Regions from separate parts of the Gossypium hirsutum genome. Here region 2 is linked to region 1. Evidence: chromatin contacts called from public Hi-C data. All regions are on one chromosome and are shown on one strand. The core of a region is the stretch at or near the end of the contact, and the rest is flanking DNA. Distances in the headings are between cores, read along the strand shown.

Region 1 (3,419 bases), core at 298-2,797:
CCAACTGAAGCGGAAGCCCTTCCACAGTATTCGCAGCCACCAACACATCGTGATCGGTCCGACGTTGATGAGCTTCACACTCAAGCAAAGCATCAACAAGTCGTTGGAAGGGTAACGAGATCGGAGAGAGTGACGCCGAAGAAACAATAGCCTCATACTCAGAGGAGAGTCCGTCAAGAAGAACCACCGTCCGTTCGGCCTCAGATAAGAAAGAATACTCAGAAGGTAACTGTAGTTAACCCATTTTGCCCGGGCCGATTTTATTTACAGAAAATAAATAAATTAAAATAAAAACCAATAAAAGTCCACAGATTATAGGTCCAAAGTTTATTTATAGTTAGCCCAAATATTAAAACACAAATCTAATCTCTGTACAAAACTTTGGGCCTAAATTAAATCCAAATCCATTTGCAAAATTTTGGGCCCCAAAGTTGAGACCAAAAATAACCCGGAAAAGGCCCAATCTAAGACTAATTGATCAATGCCGCAGCAGTAGCCCTTCTTCTTGGCCATTCGAGGTAAACCGATAGAGCCCAGGCCAGAAGTTTCTGGAATACACGAGAGTAGCAGCAGAACGGGGCTCCTATGAGTGGTTCCCACGCACTTCCTCCACGGCCTTTTCCCTGTACAGCTTTGCATCCGTAGAACCTGCAAAGGAATATACGAGAAGAAAAGTGGGCTAAAGAATACAGCAAAATGATAGCGAGAAAATATAATTTTATTTTTCTTTGTAAATTCAGGCTATAAAAAGCTGCACTTGTACTCCTTGATTTTTTACGCGCACTACGCAAATCTAATTCCAAGAATCAAAGAATCAGAAGGTGATTTAAAATTTTTTATATTCCGTCTTCATTTTTTTTTCCTTTTGTACATATATCTTGTTTCTTTGTAGTTTTTTTTTTAAAAAAAAGAACGAGAAAGTTACCTTCACGAATGCATCAGTTAGATCCCTTGTCTTCTCCGTCGAAATCGGGGCTAGAAATGTGGATATGCAAGTGAGAATGGTCTTTGAGTGTTGATTCTGATGGAAATAAAGGCTACTTCCATACCCCTCACCAATTTTAATGGTGAACGAGTGATGAAATGGCCTTAGAAATTGAAGGCTGCTGAGTCGAAACCCTAAACAATTGGGTGTTTGGCTTGCGTTTGGAAGGAATGGCTAATTGCCATTCAATTTCCTTTTAATTTTGGGCAAACAATGAAACGGCACCGCTTTAGGAAGGAGTAACCCGCGTGTCAACCCATCCAAAGACTCGGATCAGCGCTTTTGCGCTTAAAATGGGTTATTTATTCAGCAGGTCCTTCCCCTTTTGTGCCGTGTTCCAATTAGTCCCTGTTTGCATCTCACCTGTTTTTTTTTAATTTTCTCCTAAAACTTGCGCCTTTTTGCAATCGGGTCTGCGCTGCAGCACTACATCTTGGGGCCTGGACTATTCTCAATTCTAGTCCCTATACGTTCGCGCGCATTATACGTTAATCCTATTTGTGATTATTTTATTTGTAAATTGACCCTTTCGTTTTAATTTTGTTTTAATTAAGCTTTTTATTTTTTTAGTCGCTGCATATTGCTCTCTATTACATGCTGATTATATGTTTGGATATTTAATCTGATTTCGGTTCTGTTATTCTATCATTTTGATAATTTGTATATTATTCGCAATAAAGTTCATTTTGGTTTATGTACGCTATTAATTTTATGTTATTTTGGTAATTTCTTTTGAATTTATTTACATATTTTAATGTTTATATTTCTTAAAATTTATTTATTTTATGTGTCATTTAAGTTATCATTAAGCATATATTTAATATTTATATTTAACCTACATACATTATATAAGCCATGTTATTTTTATACATATAACTTTTTAGTAAATTTGTATCAAATTGTTTTTTTAGTTTTTTTCAATGTATAGTTTATGATAAAATTAAGTTAATTTTATAATTCATATTTTTATTCTATGTTATTTTAATATCCAATTATTTCTAAAATTTCTTCACATGTATATAACCCATATTAAATTATTTTACTATAGTCTATGTTATTGATTTCATATTAATATTTCTTTTATATATATATTTTCTTTAAAATTATTCATACGTATAATGTGTTTCTTTTAAGAACTATATTTTAAGCCATACCATTTATTTATTGTATACACTCTCATATTTTATTATCCTTATATATGTATTATTTATATGTGCCATCAATCCAAACCAATTTGTTACATATAAAATTATGTTATATATTATTTGTTTTAAAATTCCCTTTATAAATATAGTTTTATAAATATACATCACTAAATTTATGTATTTTGTAAATATAATTTTTTTTTATCTTTTTGTGTATATGATTATATTTTCTAAAATTTGTTACATGTATAATTTATATATTTACTTAATTTTTTTTTCATGCTATTTTTTTTAAATAATTATTTTCAAATTTATATATATATACATGTTTTATGAATTTGTTATGTACATTATATCCTATCATGTGTTTTATTTTCTTTTATATTTTATATGTTATTTAAGCAACCATGCATATTGTCAATTTTTAAAATTTGTGTTTGAAATATTTTGCATATTATTTGATTCAAATGTTTTATTCTACAATATTTATTTCAAATAATTATATATCCCTAGCTTTCATACCAACTTGTCAACTTATGTTATGTGTTAATTAATTCATCATTATTTTGAAAATGTCTTATACTATATATTGATTTCTAATTCCATTTTATTTTGTACGTATTTGGTGGGTCGTTTTATAGTGTGCTATGTTAATTATTGTTGTATATTATTTTTGTATTGATTGTTCATCATCCATGATTAAGAATTTGGTCACATTTTACTTAGAATAGTTATACATAATTGTTGGATTTGTTAATTGTGACTTGTTGTATCCTATTATTTCATGTTCATAAATCCTTTCCCATGCAAACGTTTTGATACAATGCATTAAGTATCCCATCTTTTTTTTAAATAAATAAACGTGTTTTGAGCGAATTTCCAATTTTCTTTATTGTTCAAAAATTCTGAAATAAGGCAATATCCAATATTTGGGAATTCAGAAAATCGTGCTCAATTTTGCTGGGTATGATTTTTTCAGTGAACTAAATATTTGGATAACCTTTTATAATTTTAGTGTACGAGTTTTTAAAAGTCAAATATCAATCATATTTTTAAAGGTATAAAGGATCGTATCCAATCGTACTGGGTATGAAACTGCATATCTTTGAAACGAGAGAATTTTGACCGCTAATTTTAGCTATTCAAATATTTTAAAAAGAATCATACTTTGAAAAATCTTTTCTTTAAAAAACCTTTTGGTATAAGGATAGCATCAAGTCAATTTGGTACCAATTTTTGGGCGTAATGAGGGTGCTAACCTTTCCTCATGCGTAACCGACTCCCGAACC
Region 2 (3,419 bases), core at 460-2,959, 240 kb before region 1:
GTAATGTTGATAACCAATTGATTTGGCTTGTAAATGATATATGTTTTTGGTTATGTGTTTAGCCATGTGACTTGGCTTATTTTGGTACACTTGGTTATGTATATATGTGTAAATGGCCTTTGATATTTGGTTTATAATTGCCATGTGAATGCCTTATTGTGAATTGGTATTTGGAGCACAAAATGTTTAATTTGAGAATATGGTATGCTTGTTGATGTAGGCACAAAGTCTAATAGGTGAATTTGATCATTTAGGTGATTTTTGGATATGAATTTGGTATGAATTTGAATGGCTATTTGGGATGCTTAAGAGCATTTTGGTTGTTGGTATTGGTAGTATATGATTTTGGGCTGAAATTGGTTGGTTATAAGTGCCTATTTATGCATTGGTTGTTTGTGCATTGTTGAATCTAGGCTGACAACATTTTGGGTGAGAAATATGGCTTAAAACATAGCCTATTTTTGTCCACGCGAGCAAAGACATAAGTACACAAGCTAGTCACACGGGCATATGGTTGGCCGTGTAACCCAAGTTAGTGAGTTACACGAGGTAAGACACAGGTTGGGACACAGCCATATGATCCTATTTCGAATGTCCACGTGGCCTATGACACGGACGCCACACGGGCAGTATCCCCTGTATTTTGAAAATTTTCTATATTTTTCCAAAATTTCCCTAAGTTATTGGTTTAGTCCCTAGCTACTTGTAATGTTTATTTTAGGCCACGAGGGCTCATATTAGGGACAACATGATTGATTATGAATGACTTTTATTTGGTTATGAAAAATGTATGTGAAATGAAATGTATGTTTGTTTAAGTAAGAAGTTTGATAATGCTCCGTAACCCTATTCCGGCGATGGATACGGGTTAGGGATGTTACATCTTATCTAAAATGGAAACACATAGGATTTCAGTAATAATCAAATGGCGATTATTCTTGTTGTCGAGGATTCGAGACATTGTGCCCTAACTTACAGGGTGTGATCTTTTCTTCTCGATTAACTTAAAATAAAACCTTTTTTTCCACAAAATTTAATTTAGTTAACGATATTTTAATCAAATAACATCATGCAAAGAGGGATCGTATTATAAATTCTCTTTGAATTTTTAATTTTTGACATCAAGACATTAAGTAATCAACTAAGTACCAATTTTGGGCGTTATGAGGGTGCTAACCCTTCCTCATACATAACCGACTCCCAAACCCATTTCTTAGATTTTTTAGACCGAAAATTATTGTTTTAATAAATCTAATATTTTATGACCAAGTTTTAAAGTGATCCAATCACACCTAAATAAAAAGATTTGGTGGCGACTCCATTTTCATTTTAAAATAAAAAGTCGATATCCAAAAAAAGGTTTCGAAAAATAAAATACGATATTATTTAAAAAATAATATTTTTAAATAAAAATATAAATTAATATTGAATTAAAAACTTGAGAGAGTTTCAGAGAAAGATGTAAATGAAAAAAATAAAATTTAGGAGTATTTATAAGTTAAAAAAATTACCATTAAGATTTTAAATTCTTTTATCATTTAGTGTGGCAATAGTAAAAAAGTCGTTATATTTTACCGTTAAGAAAAAACGCGTCTAATTACACAAACTTTCTTGCCATCTTAGCCGAACACGCTTTCACTTTCTCTTCCCAATTGTTTTACCAAGTTATAACCCATATAATCTAATAAATATATTTTTATATTCTCTCTCTTTCTTTTCATAGCTGTGATGTTGCCAATGAAAAAAGATAAAAGCTGTGATGTTGCCCAATTGCAATACGACTTTTCTTTTTATTATATTTCTTCAATTTTTGGTGATTCTCTTGTCTCTTCCCCACACCTTCCCCCTTCTCTCTCTCTCCAATAAATCACACGGGTCCTCTCCTTTACCATCCTCCTTTCTTCTGTCGCCTATTTTCTCGACTCCGTTTCTTTTTTCTTTTTTTCTTTCATTTTCATATTTTTTTTCTATGGTGCTCGGTTTATATTTACCTCCTACTCCAAGAGTTTCTCAAATTACCTGTACAGTTTAAAGTTAAGGTATTACTCTCCTCTCTTTCTTTCTTTCTATCTTTCATGCTTGCTTTCTTTCTATCAGCTCTTCTCTTCGCCTCAGATTTTGTTTTCTTTAGAAGCGACGGCTCTTTTTTTTTTAATTTCACCATTTTTCAGCTCTTCAAACAACGCCTTTGTTAAGATTTCCTTTATTTCTTCCTCGATCTGAACCATATAAGTAGCTAAATCTAATTTTAGAAAATTAGAGCTTTTTTTTTCTTTTTTACATAACTGGTCTAAGCTTGGTAGATCTGTAAGGAAATCAAATACGCACTTTTTTTTAAAAAAAAATCGCCTTTTATTTAAACCAGATCTATTTAATTTTTGTTTGAGTAGATCTGTTGCTTTAGAACTTTTCTAAAATAGTTGTGGAATTTCAATACAGTAATTTTTGTTTTATACTTCAAGACTGTTTAATTAAGCATCTCTTTATGTTAAATAGGGGAATTAATTGTTAATATTAGGAAAGAAAAAGAAAAGCGCCAGAGGAACAAAGATGCAGTGTGGGATCCAACAAAGCGAAATTGGAAGCTGCTCTGACGAGATGCGGAGCTCCGTTTCGGTTACGGTTACGGATCGGAAAGATACCATGGTCTGCCCGAAACCACGTCGTTTGGGTCTTTTAAACACCCCCTTCAACGACCACCCTGTTAGATCCCTGAGATGGCAACTCAGGTAATTTTCTATTCTTTCTATGCCCTTCAATTATCTCTCCCTTATATTTGTTTTTTAATAAATAGATCTAAGAAATAGTAGTTTGTTCTACGTTTTTCAGCCATCAAGTGGAGCTTTGTGATTCAAAAGAGGAGAGTGATGCTTTGGATTTTATTCTTACAAAGGTATACTTCGTTCTCATAATTTATTTATTTTTTTAAAAAGAATTAAAACATATTTACAAGTTGCTATTTCTAAATGGTTTTGTTTTAAGGCACAATAAATTATTCTATAAATTATAAAATAAGAAAACCTATTTTTGGTCCCATAAACAATGCGACATTTCCGTGCGGTTCATTTAAAAATTTAACCCTTGTTTCGTGTACGAGAAAAACTATTGTGGAATTGAGTATATAGAAAAGTAGAATTTGGGTTCATTAAGTTCCTTGTTTTAGTATGTTGTTTCATATTTAAAAAAAGGATTATTATTTTATTCATGGTGGAATTTTAATATTTTGTGAAATTAAAAACTTAAAATTTAAAACATGTCTCTCGTTTTTTAAGTTAAAAAAGTATATGATATGATTATTTGTTTTGAAACTGAACAGGGTGGATGTGGAGTGGAACAAAGTTGTACACAAGTAGCGTTGTCGCCCCCATTTTTTTGTGGGTCGCCGCCGAGCAGAGTATCTAACCCGTTAATACAGGATG

Evidence for each region. Hi-C and Micro-C count contacts between places; a contact is called where the count stands out from the background.
Region 2: a Hi-C map of leaf shows a contact between it and region 1, with 1.8 times the contacts expected there. The contact joins the promoter of LOC107886636 here to the promoter of LOC107886640 in region 1. A contact is called at or near these places in 4 of 34 Hi-C or Micro-C datasets (callus, leaf and seedling).

What each region holds. Positions count from the first base shown.
Region 1 is chrA03:102,186,203-102,189,621 of Gossypium_hirsutum_v2.1, reverse strand. It overlaps LOC107886640, which reads right to left and starts at 1,547. Exons shown (of 4, transcript XR_005917801.1): 1 at 926-1,547; 2 at 1-648.
Region 2 is chrA03:102,421,379-102,424,797 of Gossypium_hirsutum_v2.1, reverse strand. LOC107886636 reads left to right here and starts at 1,709. Exons shown (of 4, transcript XM_016810666.2): 1 at 1,709-2,039; 2 at 2,497-2,729; 3 at 2,830-2,893; 4 at 3,317-3,419. The coding sequence starts at 2,551.